Linked DNA regions of Zea mays: regions 2, 3 and 4 are each linked to region 1. A link is a contact called in public Hi-C data. All regions are on one chromosome and are shown on one strand. Each heading gives the region's core, a stretch centred on a gene start, on an enhancer-like site or on the middle of the called end of the contact. The rest is flanking DNA. Distances are from core to core; before and after follow the strand shown.

Region 1 (5,323 bases), core at 918-3,417:
CGACAATAATGACCAGTTCGTCATCCTCGCCACCGTTGGAGTAGCTTTTGTGTCGTCCTGCTTTTAATTCTTTTCGCAAACACACACTTGTCTTTTTGTTTAAGCAAGCGCGTATGGTGATGCACGCCTGATGTCTGACGATGTACGAGGGAACTTCTTCCGTCAGGTGTGAGACATGTTCTCCAACGACGAGCACGACCGGCCCTGAGGGGATGCCGAGGGTGCGGCCGCACTGGGCCCCCCAAAAACAGAGGGCCCCTCTGGCCACTCGACGTTAGCACTTTTTCCCCGCTAAGGATATCTACCCTAGACATAAATACACAAGAGCGATGCGCTATCGATCAGTTTCGTTTAGATTGTTAAACTAATGTCTCAATTACTTATCTAATATTCACTTCGTTCTAAAATAGTATTTGTTTTAACTCTTGATTTTTATGTCTATATTCAACTAGATGATGAGGAATCCACTAGAGAAGCAAAATAAATTCTATTTTGATACAGGGAGAGTATTATTTACTATACACATGATGGTTGCATCGACGGAGAGAAGATTTTTAAAATTGAAATATTTTTTGAACTATTTAAGGTCAGCAATGACTTAAGAGAGGTTAAATGGTTTGTCGATTATATGTATCTAAAAGAAGTTGTTGGATGAGATTGATCTTAATAGTATAAGCGATGATTTGTATCACAAAATGTTAGAAGATATTTTTAATGACATCGGATAACAAGTATGTGTTTTTGCTATATTTTATATTTGTCATCTTATAAACTTGAAAATAGTGCATAATATATATATTGTGTGTGGATGAGGCCTTTATTTCGGATTTCGCACCGGGCCCCTAAAAAGTCAGGAACGGCCCTAACAACGAGACCATACAAATCGTGACATATATTAAAGTCTACATAATACTGATGGTTGAAATGTATTGGTAAAACAACTAGATTAAAATAACAAAATTTATGTATGGACATGATCACAAATGAATTATGAAACTTTTATCATAACATAATAACACACATTTTGTATATAAGTTATCGTGGTATTATATGTTTCCGTCGCAACGTATAGACACTCACCTAGCATTATTCTTATACTTAGATGCAACCGACATTGAAAAGTTTTTTTTTTGTTATTGCTGAAGTTTACCCACCGCTACTTCTTCGTAATCTCATGATTCGGCTTGAGCACCCGTCTTTACTCATTTCTAAACCCCAACTTCGTGATTGTGAGATTGATCCTTTGGGCAAGGTTTGTGCGTTGTTTGCTTATCCACACAATCTTGTTATTCAATTTGCTTACAGGGTTGAGCTTGTTTTTTTTTGTGCACGACAAGAGCAACAAAATATCTAAATCGAGATATCTTACTCTCATCGAGAATCCATTTGTCTCATCACAAAGGCTTTATATTAACATAAAAAAATTGAGTAGCCTTGAGACTATAAAATACTGAGATCTAAATTATTAGCTAGAGCGTATTTTTCTAAAAAAAAATCACGTCTTAGAAGCTGTATCGTAAAAAAGTTTAAAACAAACTATCATTACACCGTCAACCGAGTTTAATGCATAGAGCCTGTGGTCGATAAATTATGTTATTGTATTATAAGCGTGCAATTAAACGATCTGACACATCTAATCTAAATCTTATACATGATGACTATTATTTTATATTTAACCTCTTTCGCCTGAAATCTAATGCATGTCTTACATTTAACTATTTTCGTATGAAATCGATGGATATAATTAATTAGATGTTCTAGATGGTTTAATTACACGCTTACACCTCTATAATGAAATCACATCTAATCTACAACAACGGCAGAGTAAGGATCTATTTTGATCGCTATTTAACTTACCATATTTTATATAATTTTTTTTGTAAAAGATTAATTCTTCAATTCAAACGACTAACCTTAGTCTAAATGTGTCGTACTAAAGACCTGTTTGGTTCGTAGCTAACTGTGCCACACTTTATCTAAGGTTAGTCATCCGAATTGAACAACTAACCTTAGATATAAAAGTTAGACAAAGCGTGATAAGTTAGACAGCAAATCAAACATCCGTTATGTCTCCACTCCCGACGGGCATCATTACTCTTGCCCTCCTGTGTGGGACCCACCTGCTGCCATGTACTATATACTACACAGTCTACAAACTCCATCTCCCTCCTCTGGGCTATGGCCTTTCCTATTAATAATCCTGAATGACCTGAGAAACAAAACATGCGCCGCCGCATCCTGGGGTCTTGACGGGGGAGTCAAGCCGCGGCACGCTCCCAGACCCTCCGGAGACGACCAAGATTTCCTCTTTCTGGGACGGGAGCACGAGCACCATCGCCAACCGATACGTAAGTCACCTTTCTCCTGCTCACTCTTGCTGTTTCTGAGCTAGCACACCTCCTCCTCTGTCCACCATTGTGTTCGTGGAGCCGGCCGAGCGAATCCCCGCGCCTCCAGCTGCCAATGGCGGCCGTCCCCGGCTGTTTCTCGGGCTCTTAGCAGTTGATTCGGAGCAAAAGCTGTCTTCTCGGACTAGTTCCTGCACATCCCTGTTGGTCCTCGGTCTGACTCCCGCCCGATAGCAGTACTTCTCCATCTCCTGCTCCTACTAGTAACATTTGTTAGTGCCTGACGCTGTTGGGGTTTTGATTGGAGCGAGGAATTCGCCAGAAGAGCTGCGATTTATTAGGCCCATCCTGCTCATCGGCCCCTGCGTGGCGTAGGTTGATATTGGATTTGTCAAGTTTTATAGGGCTCAGGTATACATGTCCAGCCGGGTCTGGCTAGCCGGGCGGCCCGAAGCACAACACGGGTCTGGCCCGACCCAAACACAACACGGCACGCAGCAAAGCGGGCCCGTGTCAGCTTGGCCCGGTCATGGGGCCGTGCCTGGGCCTAAGGGCGGCATGGCAGGCTAGGCCCAACACGTCCCAAATTTTTTTTCCAAATTTTGTCATACAAATACCTATGTTATACTTAAATATAGAGTATAAAAAAACATGTATGTTTTGTTGATTATGTGGTTGTAAATGTGTTTAGAGCTAAAAACTATGGTTTAAACCCTCATATATGCATATTCTTACCATTTAAATGACATAAACATTTATAGACCCGTTAGGCCCATCGAACCGTGGGCCGGCCCAGCACGATTATTAACATACTGGGCCATGCCTGGGCCTCGCTCGTGGCCCATGGTCTGGCACGGGTCGGGCCGACCCGCCTAGCCCATTTGGACATCTATAGGCTTAGGTGACCCCAATAAGAACACGTAGCTCAGCCCATGCGTGGCAAGCGTGCTTTACAATAGCCAATCTCATCACTATACTAGCTTGGTGGAATGTGTGTGTTTTCTTCTTTATCGATGTGTAACAACACGTATGAGAAAGAGAAGAGCTAGAAGGGAAAGCAAACGTATATGAAATGTTTTCTTCTTTATCTTAATGATACTAATCCACCTTTATGTCTGCTTGCTAAATGAACTCTATTGCAAGTGTTCGGAGTCTAGTCTAGTCAGCGTATCTGAACCGACCCAAATGGAATCAAATTGAATCCCCCTAAATGTTGCTCAACCCCTCTCTTTTATAGTGCAAGGGAGGAGTGAGGTTACATGAACCTTGGATTTCACTGGATAAGACCAAACTATCCAGTTCCTACCCTATTCTTGGAGCCATATTGGGGCTCATGTCCTCGGTCATGGAACAATGTCAGAGGTGTCCTTTCTACAAGAGGTTTCCATACCTGTTGTAGAGGCAGGTATGATATGTTATGTCTACAGGCATCAGGGCTCGTGCCGCATGGTGCGATGTAGCTGGTTGCCGGTGTAGTCTTTTGTACTTTATAATGCTTTATGGTACACTTCACATGCGTACACGTAGCTATAGGATCGATGCTCGACAACATTGTGATCTTAAGTGTCCTGCAACCTAAGTCGTGGCAATAATACTTGTCAGGCCTGTAATATCGTCCATCACATACTTAATGTGTTGTACCTGAAATTTATCCATTAAGCTTTCACTATGGACTTATCCTCAAGTCCTTAGATGTGGGGTCCAGTCCCTCAGGCCATACTATCCATGGCGGGCCTCGTCATATACTCATATCCTTCTGTCTTGTGACATGTTTACACTTGGGCACGACAGATCCCTTGTCCTCTTGGTGCACAGGGCCCCGATAAGCTAAAGTCCTGATCGCTTTTATGAGGCGACACCAGTGAGCTTCAAGGACCTTGGGTCTAGCAGAGAGTCCCCAACGTCTAAGTGTCGTCGTGTGTTTCAGGGCCCATACTGCCCCAAAACACATAATTCATAATGCCTCGGGGCGCGAGGGACTATAGGGGTTTAGGTTTATTCTTGTAAGCACTCTGAGGCACGAGGGCCTTGAGGGATTATTCACATGAGTGCCTCGGGGCATGAGGGGCCCTGGAAGCTTATTTTCATGAGCGCTCCAAGGCATGAGGGGCCCTAAAATTTTTCTCTCATGAGTGCCCCGGGGCACGACCGCACGAGGGCCCCGGAGGCTTATTCTCATGAGCGCAATGGGGCACGAGGGCCCTCCGGGGCCTAGGGGCTTTAAATTGCCCTGTGGCTCAAGGCTCCCTAATATATGTTATCCCTTTGGGCTTTCTCGAGGCACTATGTGTCCTAGGTGCTTAGATCACCCTAAGGTCCGGTGGGTCCTAGGTCTCTCTGTGATTTTACAAGTCCTAGTGCGTACTTATCCATTTAGCGTGCTCTAATGTTAAGTCTCTTGGCATCAACCTCCTCCTCTGGCCGAGGCAAGGTAGGTCCTCGAGGCATTGGTGCCCTAGGTGTTGTGGTCCCAACATAGTGGACCCCGTGAGAGCCTCTTGTATCTCCTTGAACGCGTCTTCATGACTGTCAAGGATATGCCCTTTCTGAACGCTGAAATTCTTCTTGTCTAATCGCACACAAGGAATATAATTGATACCTGGATTGGTTCTTATGCCTATGCACAATGCCAAGGTATGAATATCCAGCTTTTGTTCTTTTCTGTTCGTAGCAAAAGGATGCGACAAATGGAATATGTTGATTAAGACAGCCACTTGTTTTATCCGTCGCTGGCACTCATGGAGACCACACATTGCATCTCGGTTATGGGATAGGGCCATTATGAGCAAAGTTAGGTTATCAATGATGATTACCAGAATAATCCATGATCCATTTAAGCTTCAGGTGGTGAGGGTTGATCAATGCTGGGATTTCGTTTTCTGGTTTCTCTTTCTCTTCCTTCTGGAAATATGGGAAGTGGATATCATGATTGTCGCCTACCAAAACATTTTGTACCATATTATAAATGATTTTTT
Region 2 (5,323 bases), core at 1,831-4,330, 750 kb after region 1:
GGGTGTGTTTGTTTCTCAAAGAGCAATATTCCTTTTGGTATTCTGTTTATGGAGACTAAACCCTGCTAAGCCATCATCATGGTTACAGTGTTTCTGGCATGATTTTTAAAGCGGTAAGGCGAGACAAGGCGTTGGACTATCGCCTGGACGTCTAGGCGGCGCCTAGGCGAGGTAGGCGGGCAAGGCGCCTAGGCGAGGTAGGCGGGCAAGGCGCCTAGGCGTTGGACCTCCGCCTGGACGCCTAGGCGACGCCTTAAGAACAATGGTTTCTGGTTGATTGTTTGAAAACTTTAGATGAGTAGCTCAAAGCCTACCATTACATCAAATTGACCACATTCAAAAAACTGACTGACTGTAGGTTTGTGGCTCATCTTACCTACCTTGTAGCGAAAGGGTCTCTAGCATAATGGTTAAAGCTTCCGAGTAGCACCTCCAAGCCTCGGGTTCGATTCTCTCGAGGGACGAATTTCGGGCTTGGTTAAAAAAACCCCCTCGATGTGCCCCGTCTGCCCGCTCTTGGGTATCAATATCATGCGCGCCACCCTCCGGTTGGGCCGTTGCAGAGTGGGTAGTTGATCGGCCCGTTAATAATGGGGGCTAGGGTTTGGGGGTTTTCTCGGTGGAGACCATGTTTTGGTCTCTTCTAAATATAATACTACCGGGCCTCTCGACCGAGTTTTTTTTACCTACCTTGTAAGAGAGCATGGACTCTGATCTGCCTTGTTTTTTTCTGACCTTTGCAGTGGCTCTGTACATGCATTTTGCTACATCAGTTATTCATGAGATCACCAATGCACTCGGGATCCACTGCTTCAGGTTTTAATCCTCATCTTCTCATCTTTTGCACATGTTTGTACCATCAGTTAGTTGACGCAAAGCTTGTCCTGTGACAGGATCACTAGGAAAAAGGCATAGTTCCTCCGTCCACGGGCATCAGCGTTGCCCTGGATTGTGTAATCAATCACAACTCACAAGGTGGTGCCTGACAGACAAGCAATTTTTCATATTTAATGGATGCTGCTTCCTGAATACTCACATGGATGACGCCCCCCCCCCCCCCCCCCCCCCCCGCCCCTTAAAATTCACATCGGCATGAACGTGCGGATGAGAAAGCAGTGTTTTTTTTTGAAACAATTAGCAACATCATGCTGTATCTTACCAATTTTTTGTGGAATTCGTTGAATTTGCTGATAGTGATGTATTGCAAATTAAGAATTGTTTGGATTTTGTTAAAGGAATGCCCCCTCAATCCCTCATACAGGTTGTGTGCTATCCTGTGCCAAAGGCAGGCAAATGCGCTGCCTGCTTCATTCACCAGATTTGCATACGGCGCCAAAGCCAAGCAAACACACTAGGCCATCAGTCAGTTCGTTCGAGACAGATTCATTCACCAGGCCAGCTCTTTCGATCGATGCTGGTGTGATGGGGGCAGCAACATCTATCTACATAAGGTTGGAAAAAAACTGCCCAAGTTTTCTGAAAAGTGCAAATACAAATGGTTCTTCGTTTGCTGCATCAGGCGATGGGTCTGTGCCGTCCTCAGGCACCGGCAAGCTGGCCAGCCACTGCTCCACCCGGTCTCGCTTCGCCACGAGCCGCCCTCTGTTTCTCGCCGACAGCTTCAGGGGACTCCCCATCCGTCCCAGCACCTCCTGCGCCAGCTCCCGCACTCTGGACTCGCCTCGGACGTCACTGTGCTTCCCAACGCCGCACACCACCGACACCTCCAACGGCAACGCGCGGGCGCGGCCCCTCACCGCGTCCACCCACTGCAGCACCAGCACGTAGGCTGCAACCGTGCTGAACCCGTGCAGGTTCAGCTTCGCCTCGGCCTCCGACCACTCCATCGCCCTGTCCAGAACCGACGCCGACGACGCCAGGAGCTCCCGCACCACCTCCACTTCCGCTGCCGGTGCCGGTGTTGTCGACGCAGACCTGAGCCACCCGACCAGCCCGGCCGTCGACAGCGGAAGCTCAGGGCCCAGCTCCCGCACCACCGAAGCGAGCGACGGACACGAGTTGAGCACCAAGTTGTAGCCTTTCGCGGTCACCGCGACGCGCAGCTTCCGCATCCTCTTCAGCCACGCCAGAGTCCTGGCGTGGTCGCGGCAGGCGCTGTAGCACGACAGCACGGCATCCGCCGCGCCGGCGCCGAGGCGGATGCCGCCGGCGTCCGCCATGGACGCGATGACCCGCTCCATGTCGGCCGGTGAGCCGGCCCTGCCGTAGCACCTCGCGACGGCCCCGAACTGGGCCGCCTCGGGCCGGTGCCCTCGCGAGACCATCTCCCTGAGCGCTGCCTCGGCCTCGGCCGGCATGCCCAGCAGGCACAGGGACTTGACCATCGCCGCGTAGGCCTTGCGCCCGGAGAGCGGCGGCATGGACCGTAGCTCCATGTGGAACTCCGTCGCCCGGTCCTTGAGCCCGCGCGAGGAGAACGCCGCTATGAGGTCGCAGTAGAAGAGGGCTACCTCGTCGGTCGACTGCTGGAGGTGCTGCGAGACGGAGTCGGCGATCAGGGACCTGGATTCTCCGGCGCGTCCGTTGGCTTCGAGCAAGGCGGCGACTGCAGCTGCGTGGATCGAGCTCCATTTGAACCACCGTGCCTGTGTGACCGCCTCGTAGAACTGCAACAGGAATAGAACAGAGGTTACCGGCTGATGATAAGGAATCAGGTGATGGTTTTCTGTTTCTTGGTACGGCTACCTCCTCCTCCGGGAGAGGTGAGACTGTGAGAGGGGGCGCACCGGGATGGCGAGGGGGTCGGAGTCCATGAGTAGCCTGGAGAGCGCGGCGAGCGCGGCGCGCTCCGACTTGGTGCCGACGTAGCTGCGGATGACGCGCTCGGTCGCGCCCGCTGTCACTGTGCGCTCCAGCTCCGACATGAGCCGCCGCTCGCTCCGCCAGCTAGACCCGCCGCCCGACGCGACCCGGCGCAGCGAGGACGAGACCACGGGGGAGAACCTCCGCCGCCGGGCAGCCGCGGGCGGCGCCCAAAGGGACGCCACCGCTGGCATCGCTGCTTGGGCTGGCCTGTGATGTGCTGAGCTTTCGAGCTGATGCCTGGTAGATGTGGATGAGGTGAGACCGTGAGACCGTGAGAGATGACACGATGTGCCCTTTTTTTATCCATATCATCACGCCTATGACGAGACTTGTGTGACGAGCGGGTAGTTCCCTCTGTGCGCTGCGGAGGCTCATCACTCCCCAGTCCCCACCAGAGACCCTGCCTCGGCTGCCGACCGCCGCGGCAGGCGACGATGCTGGCCCCGACCGCTGCCGGACCCTGCCTCTCCTCCCCGGCTCCGCCGACACCCACGTCCACGACGGCGCCTCCTCACCTCATCCGCCTCCCTCCCCTCACCACCCACCACCGCGCGCGCGCCGGTGCCGGTGCCGCGCCAGGCCGGCGAGAGCGGGACCGGCGCCCACGCCTCCTCCTGCGCCGGCGCCGTCGTCTCGGCCGGCGAGGGACCGCGTGATCGAGTTCGGCAAGTACAGGGGCCAGATGCTGGGCACGCTGCCGCCGTCGTACCTCCGGTGGGTCGCGGCCGAGCTCGACTACGGGGACACCGCGCCCTGGGCAGGCCTCGCGCGCGCCGTCCTCGACGACCCCGTGTACGTCGACCGCGTCGAGTGGGAGCACGCGCACCGCTTCCTCCGCGGCGACGCCGACGGCTACGACTACGCCTACGACGCCGACGGCGACGGGCCGCTCCAGGAGATGGCCGAGCGCTTCGGGTGGGACCTCTCCGACGAGGAAGGGTGGGGCCGCCTCGACCTCCGCCTCCTCGGCACATCCTACGGCGGCCGCATTCCAAGGAAGGGCGCCCGGACGAAGCAAAGCAACAGCAATAGCAACAGCTCCCCCGGCGGCGCCAAGAAGGGCGGCTCCCTGTTCGGCGCCGCCGCCGGGGCTGACCCGGGCGGCGCCGTGGGGAAGCGCGACAAGAGGAGGGAGCGGGTGCGGACGAGGAGGGAGGAGCAGGTGAGGACGGCCAAGATGGACATGCTCGGGGTGCATGCTGGCGTGGCGGACGGCGGCGTCCTGGGATCGTCGTCGGCCAGGAAGCAGGCTCAGATCAGGATGGCCAGCAAGGAGATTCTGGGGCTGGGCCAGAGTAGCCGCGCCGGCGAGACGCTCGACGAGAAGAGGACGCCGGGGAAAGGCGGAAAGGGCGCCAATCCTTTCCCCGGCCGTCAAGCATTCCTCGACAAGGTCAGGAAGCTCAAAGGTGATGACTGATGAATGATAGCTAGATACAGTAGCTAGCTCGAATTTGTAGTTGGACATGTAATTTTTTTTGTCGAATCTTTGATTTGCTGAGGTTTGGGGTATTATTATTCAGCGAAAGGCGATTTGATGATGATGGTCAGTCGGTTTACAATCCTGTTTTACTCGAGATTGTGCCAGAAGTCAAAATGCATCATTCGTTTGATTAAAAGTTCGCTGAAATAGTCATTTCAAGAAGACGCTTCTGTACAAGTAGTCAACTGCATCAGTAAATTCATCTCATCTATGATAAATCTCCGAGTTAACTGACACGAAGCGCGCTGTTTCTCACCAGCAGGAATTTATTTCAGCACACTTCAATCTATGCCAGTCGTTAGAACATCCAACAAATATCATCTACGATTACATGAGGGCAAAGCAACAAAACAAAAGGGCAAATTGAGCCAAAAAGAGAGAGACAACTGCAATTACACGAGAAAATCGTGACTGTACAACTACAGCGCACTATTCAACTTGCATCAGAACTTCAGAATCATGCTGTGATTGTGATTACAGCGTGCATCAATCACCAACATTACATTGGAGTAAACTATCATAGGTGGCTGGGTGCCCAGTGCCCTTCAGTGGCTTCTCTTCAGCGCTGAAAGGAACCCTGACTTCGTTTTGTGGCGACCCTCAGTGTCAGTTCTCACCTGTTCCAAAGTCAATACATCACAATGCTCAGTTCTGGAGAGTAACATTAAGCAGCAAAAACATTGAAGACTTGAGATGTTGTAGAATAAATAGAATCATGATCGTTTTGTTTAGACATGTGGTAAACTAGCAGCGAGAACTGGAAATGCAGGACTGGCCTCTTTGGAGAGTTTCTGAAGGATCTCCAGTATCTCGGAGAAGTCGGGCCTCTCAGCTGGATCTCGATGCCAACATTTCTGAAGAAGCTCGATGAGCTTGGGATGTGTGTCTTTTGGAATTGTTGGCCTAATACCCTGCAGAGGACGCACACGGGTTAATCAAGTTCTTCATAATGTGAGTCTCCACATGAGCAGATAATATGGCCTTGCGCAGACCACTAGGAACTGTAAAAAATCT
Region 3 (5,323 bases), core at 992-3,491, 720 kb before region 1:
ATGTCTATAAAGGACGGTTCTTCCAAAGCCCAGGGTTAGCTCCGACGTTTCAGGTGAGCTGCGCTACCTTGCTTCCTCGAAGAACTACTCCTACTCCTCCCCTGGAACGAAGCTTTGTTTTCCCTGGGCCTGAACCAAAAAATGGTTTCTTGGCAGGTCTACATGGCACCTGTGGTCGGTCCGAAATACAAGCTCCTGGCGCGGTATGGGAACAGCGTCCAGGAGGTAAGGACTTTGCTCAGCTGACTGAGATGTCCAGGTAGATTAGAGACAGCACACTGTACTTTTTGGATAGCTAGTGACATTGCTGCCCACATGTGCTGCTGCTGCTGTGCAGGTGATGGTGGAGACGGCACTTGGCAAAGAAGAGTTGAAGGAGGCAGTCCTGATGTGCACTAATAGGGTTAGCTAGGATCTCCATGACGCGCATTTGCTGGGACCGGTTTCTCGGGTTGCTAGCTGGATTGGAACAGCATACGGATTATATATCCGGTTAAAAGTTACTGAAATGCAGAAAAAGAAGAACGACTCTATTAATCGAGTTTAGGATTGCCAATTTGATTGAAAATTCTCTGTTGTGGATTGGTTGAGGAAAGAAACGAAGGTGGTCTGCCCCCTTCTCTTGTCATATCACGACTCTGCATGTGGCTCATACTGCGGAGGACTAGGAGTTCTTTCCACTTATTGAGGATTATATGATTATATCTTAAAAAAAGATCAATAGGAAAGACTGCAGTAGCTCAAATTTAGCCACCCTACTAAAATTTAGACCTAAGAATTCTATTTTAGTCCTATCGTTTAACAATTTAGAGACTAAAATTGACTAAACTTTAGTCACTAAACTTTATGAGGTGAATCAAACACTCGCTCAGTCCATCTACAAGAGAGCTAAAATTCCCTTGTCTTCAACTATGAACTTAGCTCCAATCATATTCTTAGGTCTATCCACTTTTTGTCACTAGTAAAGCATATTCTTTTTTAATCATGTTCGTGAGTGCTTCACTTCAAAAATTTCAGTTTTAGTTTTCTAGCTTTATCATAAAACAACTTCAAAGGATTAGTAAGATATGATTCAAGAGTGTTTGATTTGCACAGACTTCAACTTCTACGATTCAATTAATTTTTATGAGTTTCCTAAATTACTCTTGATTATTAACGAGCGGAGAAAGAGACATTAATCAGTAAGTTATGTAACCAATAGTATAATGAGTAATTTTAGTGCAACTTTATGAGCAGGTATAAAAATAGTGTTTTTGAAACACGTTTTCAGGAGCTTCGAAAATTTTCATAAAACCGACTTATAGTATTAGGTTTTTTTTAAGCTAGAGCCAATGAAGTTAGACCTATTAGTGGAGTTAGACCTATTTAGATAGAACAAGCTGAAATATTTAAAATTCTTGAAACGAAGTTATTCCAGACAGCTGGTAGTCTGCGACACCTTCTTGGAGTTACTCAACCATTTCTCGTCAGTTTCTATTTTATTAACTAGGATCATCCTCCTTTTATTATCTTTTATATAGAGGAACTATAGTCTATTTTATGAACTTTTCGTAACTGTTTTCCTATCCCACAACATTCTATTTATATATTTAGAAAAGACAAAATAATAAAGTGACTTCTCCTTCCTTCGGCGCAAGAAAAAAAAAGACCTAACCTGCAACGGGACATATATATACTAGAATTTATTCATGTGGCATACATGATACGTAGAAAAATAAAAATTATATAACATACATCCACAAGGTACGCAAGGCAACGGGGTTTGGCACTTTGCACTGCTACAAATTATCATTATCATTATCACTAACTCTGTTTTAGTTCGTATACGACAAATAAAAAAAAGAAACGAAGAAAATAGTACTAATTAATTATTGGCAATAGCGAGCGTTCAGTCAGCTTCCTGGTTGCAGAAGCCAGAAGATGCAGAGCAAGCAGCCAATCGACGGTCGGACCGGACGGGCCGCTCCATCACTGCCGCTGCCGCCGTCGCCGCCGCTGCCTATAGACCTGCCCCCGGGCCATGTGCAGCAGCTTGGCGCGGTGGATCTTGCGGAACTTGCGGCGGAAGACGCGGCCGGCGATGAGGCGGCTCCACCGCTTGCAGACGAGGGAGGCGTTGACGAGGCTCGCGGGGTCGTCGGGCGGGAGGCGGATGAGGAACTCCTCGACAAGATCGTCCATCAGCGACGCCGCCGTCGGCATCATCATCTCTCCTCTCCTCCCTGGTGGCTGGTGGTGTGATGAGGAAAGAAGCGAGCTGGGCTTTACGGGTAAAATCCCTAAAAAAATACATGTGATATGGATGATGGGCCTGTAGCCCTTCTTGTACGTACGACGAGTTTAGGCCCGCCGAGATTTCCTACACTGTTTCACTTGTTGGGAGCCTGCTAGCCATACAAAGCCTTGAACTGCTGCTAGTTCCTGAAACAGTCAAGGAAAGGGACACTGTCGTGATGGATTCAGGATTTAATAAAACTCTTAAATCAAGTACAATTATAAAACATAGTGTGCCATAAATTGCTGTGCATGCATGCCCTGGTATTGAAAGAATTGTTGCCCAAATAAATTGGAAAAAGTAAACATTCTGTAAGCATGGCATTCAACAGGAACAAGTTCATATTTTAGGGGGAACAGCTTTGGTTATATCACCATGTTTCCAGTTTGGAAAGACTAACAACTTCTGGGGGGTATCAAACCACTGAAGTTGTTATTGCTTAAATCCCTACGGAAAGAGATAGGAAATGACTCAGGATCCCTATTCTATTCTCACAAGAACATGTATATTCCTCCATATCACTTCGGGCATGTATATTCCCCTATATCACTTAGGGCTAGTTTGTTGCTTTCAATCCATGTAGATTGAGTGTGATTGATTGAGTTTAAATCTCAATCAAGTTAAAAAATTTCATAATTTTTTCAATCTCATCTCATCCGTATGAGATAGGAATAATTGAATAAGGTCTTATTAGGGGCAAGAGGGGGAAAGGGTTAAAGGTTGCTAAAGCATGTAGAACAAGCTCAGAAAGCTCAGAAATGGTAACCTGCAGCTCAAAAAGTCAAAATATATGTCGTCCTAGGAAGTGAATTTGGTCAGTAAATGTTGCTCATTTTTTTAAGGCAACACTTAAACTGCTCCTATCGATTGCTTCTATGTAGAATGGCAGTGGTGTTAGAGGAGACTGTTAGGGAGTCTATGATATAAGGTGATTCATAGGAGTGTGTCAAAGGCAACTCCGTTTAGAACTCCCTTTGGAGATGCTCTAAGTTTAATCCTTATTCCATGTAATAAATGGCTAAAACGACAACAGAATAGGGTCGAAGTAAACTATAAATAAACACTGTGCTCTTGATAAAATATTCTGAACTCTAATCTGTTCCCAAGTCTGCACTTTGAAAAAGTTGATTGTGGGGCAATAATGACAACTCGAAGAAAAAGTAGTGAATAGATTAAAATTGCACCTAAAATGGTGGTATGGATGAGAATCTCTTGAAGAACTCATTCAAATCTAACATCCCAACTCACACGAAACCCAGTCACAAGCAATCTACTTTGCACCATTTAATTAGCATTATTACCACAAGGGGGCAAATGCAAGATTTTAAAAGCGCGCCTTCTTTTTTTCACATAAAATTCGAATGCGAATCCTGAACAACCAAGGAAGTAGAAGAAAAAAAATTACAAACAAACAGTTACTACGCTCAGCACGGCTATTGGCAGAGCAGCACCAAGATTAGTAATAAGTATTGTCCGCCGCTAAACACCGTTACAAAATTTGGCTCGGCTCCCGGCACTCCACGTCACCACCACCATCTACAACCATCTACAGCTCGTCGTGGTCGTCGTCAACACCGCCGTCAGCGTCACCGCCAGGGGCGCCGCCCGACCGCTGGTACACGGCCGACACGATGGGGTTGCACACGGCCTCCACCTCCTTGAGCTTCTCCTCGTAGTCCTCCTTCTCGGCCGACTGGTTGTCGTCCAGCCACTCCAGCGCCTCCTTGAGGGCCTCCTCCACCTTCTCCTTCTCCTCCGCCTCCAGCTTGTCCGCGAGCTTGTCCTTGTCGCCCACCGTGTTCTTCATGTTGTACACGTACGTCTCCAGCTGGTTGCGGGCGTCGATCCGCTCCTTCACCTTCTTGTCCTCCTCCGCGAACTCCTCCGCCTCCCGCACCATGCGGTCGATCTCCTCCTGGCTCAGCCGCCCCTTCTCGTTCGTGATCGTGATCTTCTCCGACTTGCCCGTGCCCTTGTCCTCCGCCTTCACGTTTAGGATACCGTTGGCGTCCACCTCGAAGGTCACCTCGATCTGGGGTGTGCCCCTGCACAGTTCATCAGACAACACTGGATTCATTCGTCCATTCATCAAAAAGAGTAATAATTTATCTCCGGACTCCGGTAGCTGCTCACCTTGGAGCTGGCGCAATGCCGTTGAGGTCGAACTTGCCGAGAAGACGGCAGTCCTTGGTCATACTGCGCTCACCCTCAAAGACCTGTATTTATGGATTACAGGACAAAACAAACAGGTCATTACTACCAATCCCGCAGCTGACAATGGAGAATTCAGGCAGCAGAGGAGCAGTAACCGTTACCTGGATGGAGACAGTGGTCTGCTGGTCCTGGTAGGTGGTGAACACCTGCGACTTCTTGGTCGGGATGACAGTGTTCCTCGGGATCAACTTGGTCATGACTCCACCGACGGTCTCGATACCCAGGGTGAGGGGAGCCACATCAAGGAGGAGGATATCTGCATCAAGGCAAAAATCACACTTATGTAAGCAGAATGATCACTTACCAAAAAAAACACCTACCAGTGGCAAAAGAGCACAAAAAACATGAGCCGAACCTTTGGTCTCGTCACCACCCTCGCCGCTCAAGATGCTTCCCTGCACAGCGGCACCAAAGGCAACAGCCTCATCAGGGTTGACACCCTTGTTGGGCTCCTTGCCGTCGAAGTAGTCCCGCAGGAGCTGCTGGACCTTGGGAATCCTGGTGCTTCCACCAACCAGGACGATCTCATGGATCTGGCTCTTCTCAAGGCCAGCATCCTCCATGGCCTTCTTGACAGGGCCCATGGTCTTGCGGAAGAGGTCGTTGTTCAGCTCCTCAAACCTGGCACGGGTCAGCGGCTCCGAGAAATCGGTCCCGTCAAAGAGGGACTCGATCTCAACACGGACCTGGTGCTGGTTGCTGAGGGCTCTCTTGGCGCGCTCGGCTTCCCTCCTCAGCTTTCCAAGAGCACGGTTGTCCTTGCTGATGTCCTTGCTGTACTTCTTCTTGATCAACTTGATGAAGTACTCCATGATCCTCTGGTCAAAGTCCTCA
Region 4 (5,323 bases), core at 1,785-4,284, 590 kb before region 1:
CTTCGCCCCAACATTTGCCCTCCGAGGGACCAGTTCGACAGTCACCTGGTGCCGAAGACGTCGCTAGATGGCGGAGACGCTGAAGGCCTGGAGCGAAGGGTGGCGTCTTTGCCGTCGCCCCAACATACTGTGTCGTAGAAACATTTCAATATGTTGACTGACTTGATTTCTTGTACTGATGGCCCCTAAAACAGGGCCCACTACTTTAGATTTGATAAGGGATCTTTCTATCTTTGAGGGCTTTGCTTTTTTTTTACTGCACTCATGACTTCAATAATGGTCCTTAAAATTCAGCTCTCGAATAGAACAAATGATATACATGCCAACTAGAGGGTTAAGATCCATATATTAATTACAGGCACCACCCTTCAGTAGAACAAAGTAAGTTCATAAGTAGTGCTGGAAACCAGCTGTTACAGCATAAACATGGCGCGAGTTGCGAACTTGATTCCTCTCCAGTCTCCAGGGACCTAACTGACACTGATTTGCCCACCAAATGCATGAAAAGGCACAATGAGTCAACATTCCAAGGTAGCTGCCCCTAAGCATTTGGGGGCCAGAGCTTTGGATCTTGAGTTGTGTCCACGATGGTCGGAGGCAACCACTGCCACATCGCCATCCCAGGGAACGGTGCTGGGATTGGAGCACTTTTGTTGGCTGGAGCTTGCTGTGGCGGCGCAAATGGAGTGAACGCAGCAGGATGGTATGAAGCTGGATGAGGGAGATGGGGGACATATCCTGTAGGAGCTACACTCATAGCTTTGACTTGCTGCTCCAGCCTATCCTTTTCTACCTTTAGTCTCACTTTCTCTTCACGGAGCTCGTTCTTCTCCTCCTGAAACAATAATAGAGCATTCCCCTAATTAAAGCAAACAGCTTTGGTCAGAGAGTAGGCTTCTTATAGATGTGTGAGTCTGTGAGAGGTTACACTGGCCATCTCTAAACATGCATATTTGAAAATGACAAATCTAGTCTAGAAACTAATTTGGACCAAGCAATGGCCGCAGAAACATTGGGCATGATTGTGAGTTCAGTAGAACTAGGTTTGCCAGCTTGGAACCTTGTGCAGAAGCAGAAGACAAAAAATCATGCATTTTCAACAAGAAACGACAAGAGTTGTGACTTATGATTATCTTGAAGCAATAAAATTTCCCTTATCCAAGAAAAAAGACCTTAGAAGACATTGAGAAGCATGTGGAGGGCATCAAAGACTCTGAAATCCAGTAGAAAGATTAGTAAGAAGGATAGGCTGTATGAGGAAGATACCTTCAGATCCTTGATATTCTCCCGCAACTTCTCATTTGATTCCTTAAGCTTTTCTGCCTCACCTCTAAGTTGTGCCACCATACGGGCTGCATCACTCAATATATTTGCTTTATCTAACTTTGCTTCCTTACCAGGATTCATAATTGAACTTAATTCCAGGAACCTGCAATTCAAAATAACAGAAGAAAACTAAGATATGTGCAAGTAAGTGCATTCACCATTCCTTTCTTGAGCAATGGTTTCAGAGGTATCATATAATATTACCTGTCATTCAGCTTGTCCCTCCTCATTTTTTCACGGCAAGCTTTGGATGTTGGGCCAGATGAACATGGTTCATCTCTACCCCTGCACAGAACAAAGTATTTATATTATTATAGAGCAAAACATAAGGAACTGCCATGTACAAGTTGAATGCTATGTTCATAGTGTTGTGATTCCATTGGCAAGCATAAGAAAATGAAACACACCAGATCACATGGGAATTGAAATTTGATGCAAGATAATTTGACAGCAATATGCTATACAGCCACTATTATCTGATTGCATTTGCACACTTAAATGCCATACAATCTTGATGGCATTTTAGAACCTTTAAAGCCTAATGTTTCCTGCTTGGGGCTTGAACCCCATGAAAAGGAAGAACAGGATGCCCAAATAGACACACACACACACAGTGGACATGAACTTGACACAATTCAGCTACATGCATGTACTTGACAATCAGAATGAAGAGTAAGGACAAGACACAATACCTTTTCCCCAAATTAGATTGCTCAAATCCACAAGCATCTCCATGGATACCCTCAATCCCAAGTCTGCTACAATTGCAAAGTAAGTACCAAATTCCACACCAGGAAATACATACAGAGGAAATGAAAGTGCAGAGTAGCTGCTCAAGCATCTAATAAACTATTGTGCTGCTAGCATTTCAGTCAAAAGATAAGAAGAAAACGCCTAAGGGATCATGATAATGCAAACCAAGTAGCACTGCAGATTGCTGATTAATCTAAGTCGCATAATCGCATGACCATAGGTTAGGCTACAGAATGGCAGACTGAAAACTGGCAGATACACACAAGCCTTCCTCCTTTCCCTTGGACAGAAAAAAAAAAGAAAGATATATGCGCATGCTGTTTCGGTTAGCACATAGTTTTTAGAATCTACACCAGCCAAATCAAGCAACCAGTCTACCACCGCCCACAAAATTAAAACAAAACAAAACAAAAAAGGAATCCGCAGCGACAACGACCCTCGGGAGTATAAAACCCCATGCACCGGTCCGTAAGCCTAAACGCAGTCCACATGTAAGTATATACTAGGACGAGAAAGGGGTGCTCCGGTCGGCATCGCCGTACCCTCCGTCGTCGCAGAAGACGGCGACGAGATCTCCGTCGTCGCCGGCGCCGGCGCCGCCGAGGAGGAAGTCCTCCACGGGGTCTCGGCCTCCAGCGCAGTCCATCATCGTCGCAGTCGCCGCGGCGACCGGTCGGAGCAAGGCTAGGCTAGGGTTCCTTCCTCGGGGGCGGGCGGATGAGCGAGACGAGAGGTCGAGAACGAACCGGGCCGTCCGGTCGCGCGCTTTGCAGAGTGCCCCCTGGACGCTGCCCTGGCTGTTGTTAGCAAGGTCCTCGCCAGTCGTCACACCGAGGCGCGGGGGAGGGGCCCCCCAGTTTGGAATTTCGGGAGACGTGAGGGGGCTTGATGCGATTACGTTGGTGGACTGATGAGTGATGAGATATGGCCATGCGAAGAAGAATGGCCCGGCTGGCCCTCACAGTCACAGCAAGCGCGTGGAGTGACTTGACAGTGATGGGCCGTAGTGGACGAAGTATATATATGGGCGTGTTCGGCTGGCTGCAAGCCGACACTGTTGCAGCTGTTTGGACTGCTGCAGCTGCAATCCATAGAGAGAAAAATACTGTAGAACCCGCAGCCGCAGCCGGATTGCAGCCGCAGCAAGCCGCAGCGAACAAGCTGTATATTTTTTATGGTGGGCTTACTCCTACAAAACGGATCCGGTTCCCTTCACCAACCAACTTGGCCGGGCTGTTTTCCAGAGCCCAATATCTTCTGTTTGTGTTGTTTCGGGCTGTCACTCGTTGCAGCAAAACGATGTCATCAGGTGTGAGTGTGACCGTGACATGCAAACCAACTGATGCCTTTGTTCTCCCACCAACTCTTTTTTTTCTTTTTCTTTATCTTTACGAGAGAACAAATGCCTTGAGGAGTTGACACAAGCGGGGAGAAAGCAGGAGCTGACATTTCCTCACACTGATCAGATCACACACTCCCACTGAATTTTCCTCCAGACACTCCCATCGAGTTTTTTTTTTCTCCTTAGATCTTCAGCTTACAAGAAACGCAACTCTCCCGGTCAGAGGGCGGCAGTTGGGCCCAGCCCAAGTCTGCGTAGGGACATGATTATTCGGCTAGCAAAAAGGAGAGCAACTTCCTAGCTCTGGCAAACAGGGAGACAACAGATGGAAGCAGGATGCTGCTCCATTCACCCCTCAAGAAAAATTTGCAATCGGTCCAAGTGCTGCCTGCAGATTCCCTCCATCTGCATGCCTCTGCTTTATACCCGCTACCTCTCTCTCTCTCTCTCTCTCTCTCTCTCTCTCTCATACACACACACGGCAAAGCAAAATGTTCCATGGATGGATGGGATGGAATTGATGGACGGATTCCCAGACCAAGAGTGCAACAAGGGAAGGGAAGGGACTGCAAATCAAACACCTGGAGATGTGCCGGGCAAATCTGCCAGTTGCTGGGCATCATTACTCACTAAGCTAGATGCGTGATCCACTACCGCCACCCTAATTGCGTCTCATCAACTCAACGATAAATAAAAAAGGATTACCCGCTTTCTGTCTGAATTAATTAGAAAAGGGCCCAGCTCAGGACTAATGGAGAGATAGAGATGATTGTCTGATCTTCTTGACTAGTGCTTCCCCCTTTTCCGCAAACAATGTTTTTGGCTGCACTATGATTATCTTCAACACTTTACACATTCTCGTACTCATATTAAAATTACACTCTGCAAACAGTGCAGTCTATAATACAAAACACCATCTAAGTTTGTGAAGTTATTGTTGTACAGTACAAGTCTGCCCTAGGGGAAATAACAAATGGGTACGATAAAAGATAGACAAGTTTTATCATTATCATTAAAAAGAACATACAAGAGAAGAATTATATCTTAGATGTTACAAGATGCATGAATTACAGAGAAGGCAACCGAGAAAATCTCAGCAAAATCTAGGGGCCTTGCCTTTCGGCATACACAGGCATGGACATGACACAGGAGATTGTGTGAAGTGACCAAGAAGATCTGCAGCTTCCTCTCATATCTCCTGCGGTCCTGCCTGCCTCTCGAGCCCTAAACAAACAAGTGGCTTCCACCACTGCCACTGCCACCATATTTTATACCTGCGCAAAACGGTTGACATGCTGTGAGCCGTTGCTTCTGATCCAGCGCTCTCATCATGAGATTAAAGAAAGCTAATCCCTGGGCGCAAAGCAAAGGACACCGCACCATGTCAGAGTCACCTCCCTAATGAACCCAAAAAGAAAACACCACCACATCACAGAGATGGATACTTTTTTTTAACACACCCACCCACATTCAGACATCACACACACACAAAAATAAAAACTCCATGTGTGCCTCATCTCTACTACATGGCAACAGTGATGTGGCTGACCCTGAAAATCATGCTGTTTTTTAATCATATCCTAGCCAACAAAAAAAAATAAAAACATCTTTTTGGTGCCTTGCACTACCGTCTGATCAATGGTGATGACAGCTTTTTGCAGGTTCATGGAAGGTCATCCATTAAATTAGTATTAGAAAGGTGGCTGGAAATTTTTCTTTTTTGTCATCTTGGGGCTAAATGGTGATATTTTTGAGTAAATGCTAAATGGTGAATAAGTAACCGCCATTTCGCTGCTGTGAGTTTGTCAGCTGCAGCCTGCAACTGCAAAGCATGCATGCCTTTTACAAAAAAAAAAAAGAACAAAAAAAAGGATAGTCAGTCAGAGTAGCCGTGAAGCATGC

What was found. Hi-C and Micro-C count contacts between places; a contact is called where the count stands out from the background.
Region 2: a contact with region 1 is called in a Hi-C map of tassel, with 1.9 times the contacts expected there. The contact joins the promoter of LOC100194308 here to the promoter of LOC103626528 in region 1. A contact is called at or near these places in 3 of 25 Hi-C or Micro-C datasets (ear, leaf mesophyll and tassel).
Region 3: a contact with region 1 is called in a Hi-C map of tassel, with 3 times the contacts expected there. The contact joins the promoter of LOC100279176 here to the promoter of LOC103626528 in region 1. A contact is called at or near these places in 2 of 25 Hi-C or Micro-C datasets (ear and tassel).
Region 4: a Hi-C map of bundle sheath shows a contact between it and region 1, with 3 times the contacts expected there. The contact joins the promoter of LOC100282509 here to the promoter of LOC103626528 in region 1. A contact is called at or near these places in 3 of 25 Hi-C or Micro-C datasets (bundle sheath, ear and tassel).

Annotation. Positions count from the first base shown.
Region 1 is chr5:72,037,989-72,043,311 of Zm-B73-REFERENCE-NAM-5.0, forward strand. It overlaps LOC103626528 (glutamate receptor 3.1), which reads left to right and starts at 2,168. Exons shown (of 8, transcript XM_008646949.4): 1 at 2,168-2,348.
Region 2 is chr5:72,784,476-72,789,798 of Zm-B73-REFERENCE-NAM-5.0, forward strand. LOC100194308 (pentatricopeptide repeat smr4) reads right to left here and starts at 3,081. Exons shown (of 2, transcript NM_001139346.1): 1 at 2,748-3,081; 2 at 1,269-2,627. The coding sequence starts at 3,017. The coding sequence ends at 1,443. It overlaps LOC103628269, which reads left to right and starts at 3,164. Exons shown (of 2, transcript XM_035959075.1): 1 at 3,164-4,235; 2 at 4,569-4,739. The coding sequence starts at 3,164. The coding sequence ends at 4,720. LOC100285552 (ethanolaminephosphotransferase) reads left to right here. Exons shown (of 18, transcript NM_001158443.2): 17 at 744-816; 18 at 894-1,257. The coding sequence ends at 915. LOC103626542 (serine/threonine-protein kinase STY46) reads right to left here. Exons shown (of 16, transcript NM_001398826.1): 15 at 5,086-5,220; 16 at 4,503-4,926. The coding sequence ends at 4,855.
Region 3 is chr5:71,314,683-71,320,005 of Zm-B73-REFERENCE-NAM-5.0, forward strand. It overlaps LOC100279176, which reads right to left and starts at 2,242. Exons shown (of 1, transcript NM_001329105.1): 1 at 1,677-2,242. The coding sequence starts at 2,208. The coding sequence ends at 1,969. LOC103626522 (Nucleic acid-binding OB-fold-like protein) reads left to right here. Exons shown (of 15, transcript XM_008646944.3): 13 at 1-53; 14 at 157-225; 15 at 338-630. The coding sequence ends at 412. It overlaps LOC732808 (Binding protein homolog 1), which reads right to left. Exons shown (of 8, transcript NM_001291796.1): 5 at 4,845-5,323; 6 at 4,591-4,745; 7 at 4,409-4,491; 8 at 3,603-4,320. The coding sequence ends at 3,822.
Region 4 is chr5:71,442,366-71,447,688 of Zm-B73-REFERENCE-NAM-5.0, forward strand. It overlaps LOC100282509, which reads right to left and starts at 3,035. Exons shown (of 5, transcript NM_001156600.2): 1 at 2,622-3,035; 2 at 2,019-2,081; 3 at 1,531-1,611; 4 at 1,267-1,429; 5 at 279-835. The coding sequence starts at 2,728. The coding sequence ends at 542.